Regions from separate parts of the Mus musculus genome. Here region 1 is linked to region 2. Evidence: chromatin contacts called from public HiChIP or PLAC-seq data. All regions are on one chromosome and are shown on one strand. The core of a region is the stretch at or near the end of the contact, and the rest is flanking DNA. Distances in the headings are between cores, read along the strand shown.

Region 1 (4,385 bases), core at 380-2,879, 470 kb before region 2:
AATCAAACAAACAACCCCCACCCACCCCAAAACACAGCGAGGCCTCTTTCTCCAAATCTTAACAGTGTAGCCAGCCAGAGCTACTGTAAAGGGCCTGGGGACGAACGGGCTTAAAGTCTGTCTTCTAAGACGCTATGAGGCGATGATGATGCAGGCTGGAGGACCAGGTAGGAGTAGGTTTCCACTGCCTGGCTTGTCTCCGTTAGAATTCTGTATGAAATGGACTCGATGGATGGACCTGTCATTTTACAGAGTTGAGCATCTGGGGAGCCCTCATGTATCTTGTTGCTTTTCTTTGTGATCGTCAGCAAATCATCTTAGGACCCTGAGCCTTCAGCAGTTTCCCTTCCCACCCTCCATTCAGGTCTCTTCCACATGGAGGCCAGTTCTAAGGTGCAATGATTTTGGCATAGTTATGTTTAAATTTAGCCCTCACATGTTTTGTTGTTGTTTTTTTTCCTCCCCTGCACTCTTGTACATTTTGCCTTTTCTTAGGTTGATGGTGCTTGTATTTAGTTTGGGTCTCTTCGTAGAGTAGAATTTATTTAGGAAGGAAGCCTTAAGTAATGGCATTTGGTGGAAAACTAGTACCATAAACCAAAGAAAAGCTCACGAGTGAAATAATACAAACCAAATAGACGCATTCTTTTTTGTTTGATGTTGGTTGCTGCCCCAGGCTGTGAGACTAAGGCCAGTTGGTCCTCTCTGGTAAATGTGGAGATGTTTTAATTAGACCCTTGTGGCTTACCGCCTTCCTGACTCATGTCAAAGAAGAGAATAACTTCTTCATTTTGTGATTCAAACTAATTCACTTGCAAAACTGGCTCCTTGACCTTCTGTTTTCTATTGACAGTCCCTGGTGTTATAAGATGCACTTTCTCATGTGCTGTGAACTCAGTCACTTATCTGTGTTTAAAGACAAATGTGCCATTGCTGTTGTCTGTATATTTTGCATGTGCTTTATGACATTTAATTGTCATGACACCACAGGGGGAGAGGAGATTTTCACCCCCATTTTACAGATGAGAGAACTGAGGCTTCTGAGTGGATTCATACCCGCTAGTGTCTCCCCACTTAGCAATGGTTGACATAAGCTCCCTGTGGCATTAAAAATCCTAGAGTCTAGCAGCTCAGAGTCTGAGAACGCTGAGTGTGTGTTGATTAATATTGCGTTTCCGTTCAAGTGCCAAGAACATGGCCTAATCTGGATTTCTATTAATCTCATGTCCGCAGAAATGACAGTTTTACAGGGAGGCTGATAAACATCGGTCTGGGAGGATGGGAGTGGGGTGAAATATAAACACACAGCTCTAGACGCCTGCGAGGCAAGCAGAGATGCCCAGCCCTGGTGGAAGCTCCTGGGGCTGTCAACTGTGTGTACGTGCAATGGGTGTGCTCACACATGCGTTTAAAAGCTCCCACACGCCCCAGAACTTAGTGTAGTCTCAGAGCTGCAGCCCTAGCCAGAGGGAGGCTGAAGCCTCAGGACTCCTTGGAATCTCCAGAGCTGAAGCTGGTCCATTCTTTTGATTGACAGGGCGTGCTTTGTAAAAGCTTCCCACCAACTTCCTGAGAGGCAGTCTGGGGCCTTGATAAGCAAGTGGAATTCAGAGCGGTTGAGTGCAATCTGAGAGGGGGGTGGGGGATGCCTTCTCGGAGGGTGGCTGTGCACAGCTGCCTTGAATGACATTCCATTCATCCAAGGATGGCTCCTTTTTTAAAAACAAAAATAGGCCTATTCTAGGGGCTTCATTCAAAACAGCTTCTGTGGGTCTCAGCACCCGAGGCTCCCCAGCCCTGTGGATAGCCCCAGCTCCTTGCTAATGCTCAAGTGCAAATCAGGCTGGAGATGGTAGAGCACACAGCGGGTTCACCTTACAAGGCTGGCTAAGACTGACTGAAATCCACAGACCCTCCCGGGGCTGTGTGTGTCTGGGGCTGGAAGTGTGAGCGGTGCACACTTGTATGGCTGCCCAGTGGTCACATTTCTTTAGATGAGTAAATCCAACTCCCTAAATCTGTCTCCTTGTTTGGTAAGTGGAGTTCTTAAAGCACTGTGGTAAAATTGCCATAACATAAAATTGACCATTTTGAGCATTAAAAAGATTTAAATCTAATTTTAGTTAGGTGTCCTTATGACATTGGGCATAAAGTCTATTTATATTTTTTTTCTGTAAATACAGTTTTTTTAAATAGAATTGGATTAGAGAATTCATCAACACTGTACAATTGGGAGTTTGTGATACATGGCAGTTGGGGTTACTATTATTTTATATAACTATTAATTCCTTATACTTTTCAAAACATAATGCATGTTTCAGTGACAAGTTTACTTCTTGGCCAGGGGCAGCTGCTAAGGAGAGGGTGGTACAAAACTGTGGAAGCAGACACAGGGACTGAGAGTCTGGTAGAGAAGGCAGACATGTAGGCATGTGTAGTATGTACAGATGTGTCTATGTTTACATGTGTGTGTGTATACTGTATACGTGCAGGTATAAACACAATGCTCTGAAGGACCTGACATAACACCCTTTACAAAACTTAAGAGAGTGAGTGCACTAAGGAAGTGAGGTTAGATCAGACACTTACGGGGGATGTGCATGCTAGGGGGTGGATTCACACGCTCCACCTTATCGCAATCAGTGGTTCTCCTCTTATTCTCACAATATGTCTGGAAGACAGGATAGGGAGAGATCCTGGGTTTCTGTTTTCTGTCCCCATCCATGTCACGCAGATGGCGAGCGGGAGAGTTTAGGCTGAAATGTAATGATTTAATATTTGGTGCTCTGTGTGTTTCATCTTGAGTCAAATGAAGAAAAGGTGGCGGCAGCGGTGGTGGTGGTGGTGGTGGTGGTGGTGGAAGTCAGGATTCCCCACGGTGTGACACACATGCCATTGTGAGTGTAGTGACATGAATTGTCACTTGTTGCCTTTAGTCAGGACTGGTGACACACCTGTAGTCCCAGCAGGTCAAGCGACTGAAGCAGGAGAGCCACCAGATCATGCTCTACCTGCCTACAGAGTTAGACCAAGGCCTTTCTGAGAAACTTACTGAAATCCTGTCTTCAATTAACAGTAATAATGTGGGGGCTAAGTCCACTGTGCTTAGTCCCTAGTGCTACAGGGAAGGGAAGGCGAGAGTTAGAGAGTGTGGCTCAGTGGCACAGTGCTTGACTGATATCCCTAACAGTCTTCAATACAGTAAACCAAAACAATTCAAAAAGTCCACTTCCTCTTCCCTGAGATTTCACCTTCCATGGCCAATCAATCACCAGGAACCAAAATATCTTATGAAACATTCCAGAAGCAGTGTATCAGCTTTAGATTGTGTGCCATTCTGAGTGGTGTGACGTAGCCTTGCACCATCTGTCCGGATGGGAAGTGAGCCATCCATCTGTCCAGGCTATCCACATTGTATATGCTACCCACTCAACTGTTGCTTACCAGTTGTCCCATTTATCAAATTGACTGTTGTAATACCTGTGTACCTTAGGTGACCTTATTTTACTAAATCCTGGTACAAAGTTCAGGAACAGTGACACTGCTTGCTAATTTTATTGCAATAAAGTATATTGTTATAATTGTTCTGTTTTGTTATTATTTATTATTGCTAATCTCTTACTGTTTGACTTGTTGTAAACATACATGTTTAGAAAAATAAACCCATAGCAGATATAGAGGATAGTACTCTTGAAAGTTTTAGCATCCCTTGGCAACTTTGGAACATAATCCGTAGATAGGGTCTCCTCTGTACTTAGTGCTTGTTGGAAGCATCAAGTGGCAGATTTCGTGTAAGCTGTTGTAGTTGGGATGCTTTGGTTTACATGTGAAATGTCCCCCAAAGCCTCATGTGTTTGAACTCTTAGTCCCCAGTCAGTGGTTTTGTTTGGGGAGGAAATGGGTTATTAAGGACTTTGATGTTTTATACTTTAGCCATACTGGTATTGGATACTCTTGACTGCCATGGGAGATTTTTGTTTGATGCGGACTTTAGACTAGACACAGTGGTGGCCCACGTGTTCTCCTCTGCCCTGGGCAGTTTGAATCAGTTTGCAGACACTAGCGACTTCCCTCTAACAGATCTCCGGGGTCTCTCTTCTCTTTTCAGATTGCTGACTTTGGGCTCTCCAACCTGTACCAGAAGGACAAGTTCTTGCAAACATTTTGTGGGAGCCCACTCTATGCGTCGCCCGAGATTGTCAACGGCAGGCCTTACCGAGGGCCAGAGGTGAGCAGTCTGCTGATGTAGGGGATCAGAGAGCTGGAGGGACAGGGAGAAGGAGGGAAGCAAGAACTAGATCTAGGGAAGTGCTTAAAACCCCCAAAGGCCATGCAAAAGAAACTTGTCCTCCTTTGATTTATAGGAACAATAATATAGAGAGAGA
Region 2 (4,538 bases), core at 1,691-4,190:
GTGACAGGAAATTTTCATTCACAGGGATTGATATTCTTTTAAAGTGGAAATGTGTAACTTTGCAACTAAACTCCATAAACTGGTTGAAACGGCCTCAGTCAAAAGTAGAAGAAAAGATTGGCAGAGAGACAACACATATTCCCCTCCCCCAAACCCTGTGCAGGACCAGGAAACAGGTCAACTGGTTAAGTGTATATCATGTAAACTGAGGCATCCTACCAGGTCATGTGGGGTCAAATAAAGAGGAAAAAGAAATAAATGCAGCTTTGTAAAGAAAGCTGGGGTGGAGGAGGCTGGAGGAAGAGAAAGGAAAAGGGGGAGGGGAGATTGGGCGGAAGCATTGACATTGAGGTAAGGGAAGTCAGGAGAGGTAGATGGAGAATGGGTGTGTACAGGTGGGGCCGGATGAGGGAGGAACTGAGTTCTGGGGACTGCTGTGAAGCAGGTGGTCAGAGAAGGGAAAGGACCCTCTCCTGGAGGGTCCACTTACAACACAATATTCAGGTTGCTTCAAACAACAAACACGACGTAGAGTACAAGGGAGGTCTCAGGGATGTATCTCACAGCACGTTCAGTGGTATGAAGGGTTGGTGAGGCACGTGGTAGTCAGATACCCGGGAGGCCAGTACTCTGCGCTCACATTCTCCCATGGGAGCTGGGAGAGCCCATAGGCAAGCAGTCATGGTCTTCTTCAACAGTGGGTCCAGTTCTACCTGCATCAGGGAAGGGAGGTGTCAAAACCCCTCTAGTCACCTGAGTTAGACAAACCAGAACCTCTAGGCCTGTGAGAAACCTAGAATGCAGGCTCAGAACATGAAAGGAGCAACTATGGCTCAGTGGACAAGCATGTGCCTGAGACTCTTTCTTGTCCTGGCACATCCTCATGCTGTGCTCCTGGGATGGTGAGATCAGATCAGGGTCATGAACTAGCCCAGCAAGGTAGAACATTCTAGTGATGAGACCTCCGGACCAGGAAACAGGTCAATTGGTAAAGAGGGTATCATGCAAACTGAGGCTGATCCCCAGAACCACATAAAAAACATAGTGGCACCCACTGAGGCTTACACCAGCCAGATTAGCCTGTCTCACCAAACAAGATAGATGGCTTTTGATGAACAAAACCCCAGATTGACCTATGGCCTCTTTACTCATTTGCATACACACACTCTCTCACACACACACACATACACACACACACAGTTTTCCTGAAAACTCAGCCCTCAAATGGAAAGCCAGATGAGGTGACTGTCACAGATGTGTTTCTCCATGCTAGCCACTAACTTCCCCCTTACCTCATCCATCCATTCATTCATTCACTCACTCACTCACTTACTGCATACATTCGGCAGTCTGCTGTGGAATTCAGGCCTCTGGATGAATCAAGCCTCAGTCTGCACCGTTGCTCTACCACCTCCTGGCTGTGTATCCTTGGACAAGTAACACAGCCTCTCTGTCTCAGTTTTCTCATTTGCTGCAAAGATATAATGACAAAAATGATCTTCCTGGGTTGTGAAGAATAATGAGGTTAAGAAATTATGCCTGGAATCGAACCAGAATAATACTGAGGAGACTGTGACCTCTGACCTCATTATTAGTGTCTGCCTGGTCTCAAATCCGGGACAGTTGGCTAAACGTGGTGCCAATGTAACATCAAAGTGAACCTGCCGGCCAGGTTCTCCCAGCATCCCTCAGTCCCTGCCCTACATTTCAGGACATACCACACCCTTTCCCCTGAACTCTCCAGCCCAGGGGCTGGGCTCTCCTTCTCTTGTGGCTCTTTCCTATGTTATCCAGCCATTTGGCTGTGACTGTCCGACTTCTCCCGTCTCCCATCCCACTTCCTCCTCACTTGTCCCAGCTCACTCTGGACTCTCCTAGACGTCTCTGCCTCTGTCTCTGTCGCTGCTCTCCCTCACATCTTCAATAAGCCTTCTCCTTCATCATACCTAAGAGCAGTCACAATCCCTGGATGTTTGTTTGTTTTTCTCATTCTGCATCATTACTACTAATTTTTGGATGTCCTTAATTTCAAACGCGGTCCTTCTTCCTAAATTGTGGTTCTTTCTGTGCAGGAGAGGGCCCAACTCAATTCTGTTTTCTCTATGCCCCTCACTCAGTCCAGTATGCCCCAGGACAGGAAGTGACTGCTTTATTCTGATAACTTTGCAGAGGAAATCATACCCACACCCCAGTGTCATTTTCTTTCTCATGGGTGCAGCCAGTTTGTCTGCAAGGGCTTCGTCTTTATCCCTTCCCCACAGCACATCTCCCTGGACCTTTCCTGGCCTGCTGAGAGTGGGGTCAGTCATCTTTGTAGGTTGGGAGCTATGGAGCAAGAAATCCAGCAGCCACAAATAGCGGCCGTGATTCCCAGCATCACCCACGGATTGCCCGAGGATCTCAGTAGCAAAGGCCAAGGTCTCTGGTAGGAAGAGAAGTGGGCATTTATTAGGCGGCCCCCTCAGAACCCAACAGTTAGAAACAATTCCATTTGTGTGCAGGCCTCAGACTAGCTTGTCGGTTTGATGAAACAGTTCAAAGAGAGAACTAATTTCAAATCCAGGGACTTCTTTCTCCCCTGGAATCCCACCAGCTTCGCCCCCCTAACCCCCATCAACATTCCAAAGCCTTGATTTCCAACAGAAATTTACAGTTTCATCATATAAAAGACAGAAGGAGGGCTCTCTGCCCACAACTACTTCTTAACCCCTTCATCTCCCACCCCCACGCCTCTAAGCCAAGCTTAGCAGTTTTCATCACCACTGCCTGCTTTCTGGGTTTAGATGTCCCTCCCTGCTGAATTCCAGATCCTTATCCAGGCCCTCATGAAGGACAGGACTTCTTTTATGTGGTTTTTGCTTTATGGGCTCCTGGGGCGAAGCTACCTTTCCTAAAGGAGGAATTCCTTTGGCTGCCTGATGATTGTGTAGGCTGGCTCTTGTTTGGAAACTGTGATTGCATGAGGCAGAGAGATGCTGAGATTAGGAGGGGCAGGGGCGGTTGGAGCATTCCAGCTCAATAAATCAATCCCCTTTTAATTGTGTCCCCGTCAGCTCACATTCTTCCGGAGACAGGAGGGCAGAGGGCTTGCTAGCAGAGTGATGCCTCTGTCTGCTTTGTGTGCTGAGCCGATTGTCAACTAGATTAAGCAATGACCAGGACAGCTGGAGAGGGGCTCCCAGATCTGTCTCCGTCCCCAGAAAGCTGCCAAAAGGGTCATAAATATTCTGATGTCCAATTTAGAGCTTCTGTGGTTCCACCTGGGATTGCACCTCTGTAAACAGCCAGGTTCTGGATGCTTTGGCTGAGTCAGATGGACACACTCGCTTTGCATATTTTAATACCTTTAAGTTAAAGAGCAAGTAAATTGTTGGCTTTTTTTTTTGACTCCCAGAGTTGTTAGATCGTAAAGTTTCACTTCCCTTCCTTGATGGCGACCCTACCTGTCACGTTCAGCAGCAGCAGGCTGACACCCACTGAACGGAGGGAACATTTGGCCGTGCTATTCACAAACACCAACTGGTTCCAGGTAGTGAACAGTGTTTAATTTGAAGGGGATATTTCAGAGATTCTGTTTGACGTTGAGTTCCAATGATCTAAAATTGACTTTTATTTCACCTGCACAATGCTTAACATTGCCCTTTTACACAGGGCTCTGTGCTTTTACAGACCTAACATTATTATTTCAATATACCTACCTAACACCAGTATCTCATGAGACAGGCATGCTCTGTGCTGATAAAAGTACCTAGCATAGCTCATCTCTAACCTCAGGTCTGTGTCATTGATCTGACAATAAAACTGTATCACATATCTACAGCACACTGGGCTCTAGCAATAATTTTCTTCACTCCTAGGACTTCAGCATCAAACACACAGTGAACCCCTGTGGCAGTTCTAACATGTACTCGATACCAGTTTCCATCTTTAAAAAGATCGAAATAGCACCCTGCTTCTGAGAGCTGCTCTGTAGACCTGAGCCAATGGTCAGGTTTTCATGTATTGCTGTTTCTGCTCTGGTTTTCCTCCTGTTGCTATAATAAAACATTGTAAACAAAAGCAACCTAGAGGTGTCTGAGTTAGAGATTCTATAGGTGTAGTAAAACACCAGGATGAAAAGTAAGAAAGGCAGTCTCTACATGGTCCATCCTTTCATCTCAGCTCCAAACTCCGTCTCTGTAACTCCTTCCATGGGTGTTTTGTTCCCAAATCTAAGGAGGGGCATAGTGTCCACACTTCAGTCTTCATTCTCCTTGAGTTGAGATGAAAGGATGGACCATGTAGAGACTGCCATAGCCAGGGATCCACCCCATAATCAGCATCCAAACGCTGACACCATTGCATACACTAGCAAGATTTTATTGAAAGGACGCAGATGTACCTGTCTCTTGTGAGACTATGCCGGGGCCCAGCAAACACAGAAGTGGATGCTCACAGTCAGCTAATGGATGGATCATAGGGCTCCCAATGGAGGAGCTAGAGAAAGTAGCCAAGGAGCTAAAGGGATCTGCAACCCTATAGGTGGAACAACATTATGA

Evidence for each region. HiChIP or PLAC-seq counts read pairs in DNA pulled down with a chosen protein or histone mark.
Region 1: a contact with region 2 is called in an H3K27ac HiChIP or PLAC-seq map of trophoblast stem cells, with 5 times the contacts expected there. The contact joins two enhancer-like sites. A contact is called at or near these places in 2 of 115 datasets of contacts at active chromatin or transcription factors (neural progenitor cells and trophoblast stem cells).

The regions. Positions count from the first base shown.
Region 1 is chr10:84,380,590-84,384,974 of GRCm38.p6, reverse strand. It overlaps Nuak1 (NUAK family, SNF1-like kinase, 1), which reads left to right. Exons shown (of 7, transcript NM_001004363.2): 5 at 4,109-4,228. Among named protein-coding and RNA genes, the nearest start is that of Gm46201, 47 kb to the right of the region's middle. Within about 2 kb of position 1,629, at least 83 of the 459 cell types and tissues checked have an H3K27ac peak or open chromatin away from gene starts, as enhancers often do. A contact at or near this core is called in trophoblast stem cells, where this site is marked.
Region 2 is chr10:83,913,488-83,918,025 of GRCm38.p6, reverse strand. No RefSeq gene overlaps it. Among named protein-coding and RNA genes, the nearest start is that of Gm33919, 11 kb to the left of the region's middle. Within about 2 kb of position 2,940, at least 45 of the 459 cell types and tissues checked have an H3K27ac peak or open chromatin away from gene starts, as enhancers often do. A contact at or near this core is called in trophoblast stem cells, where this site is marked.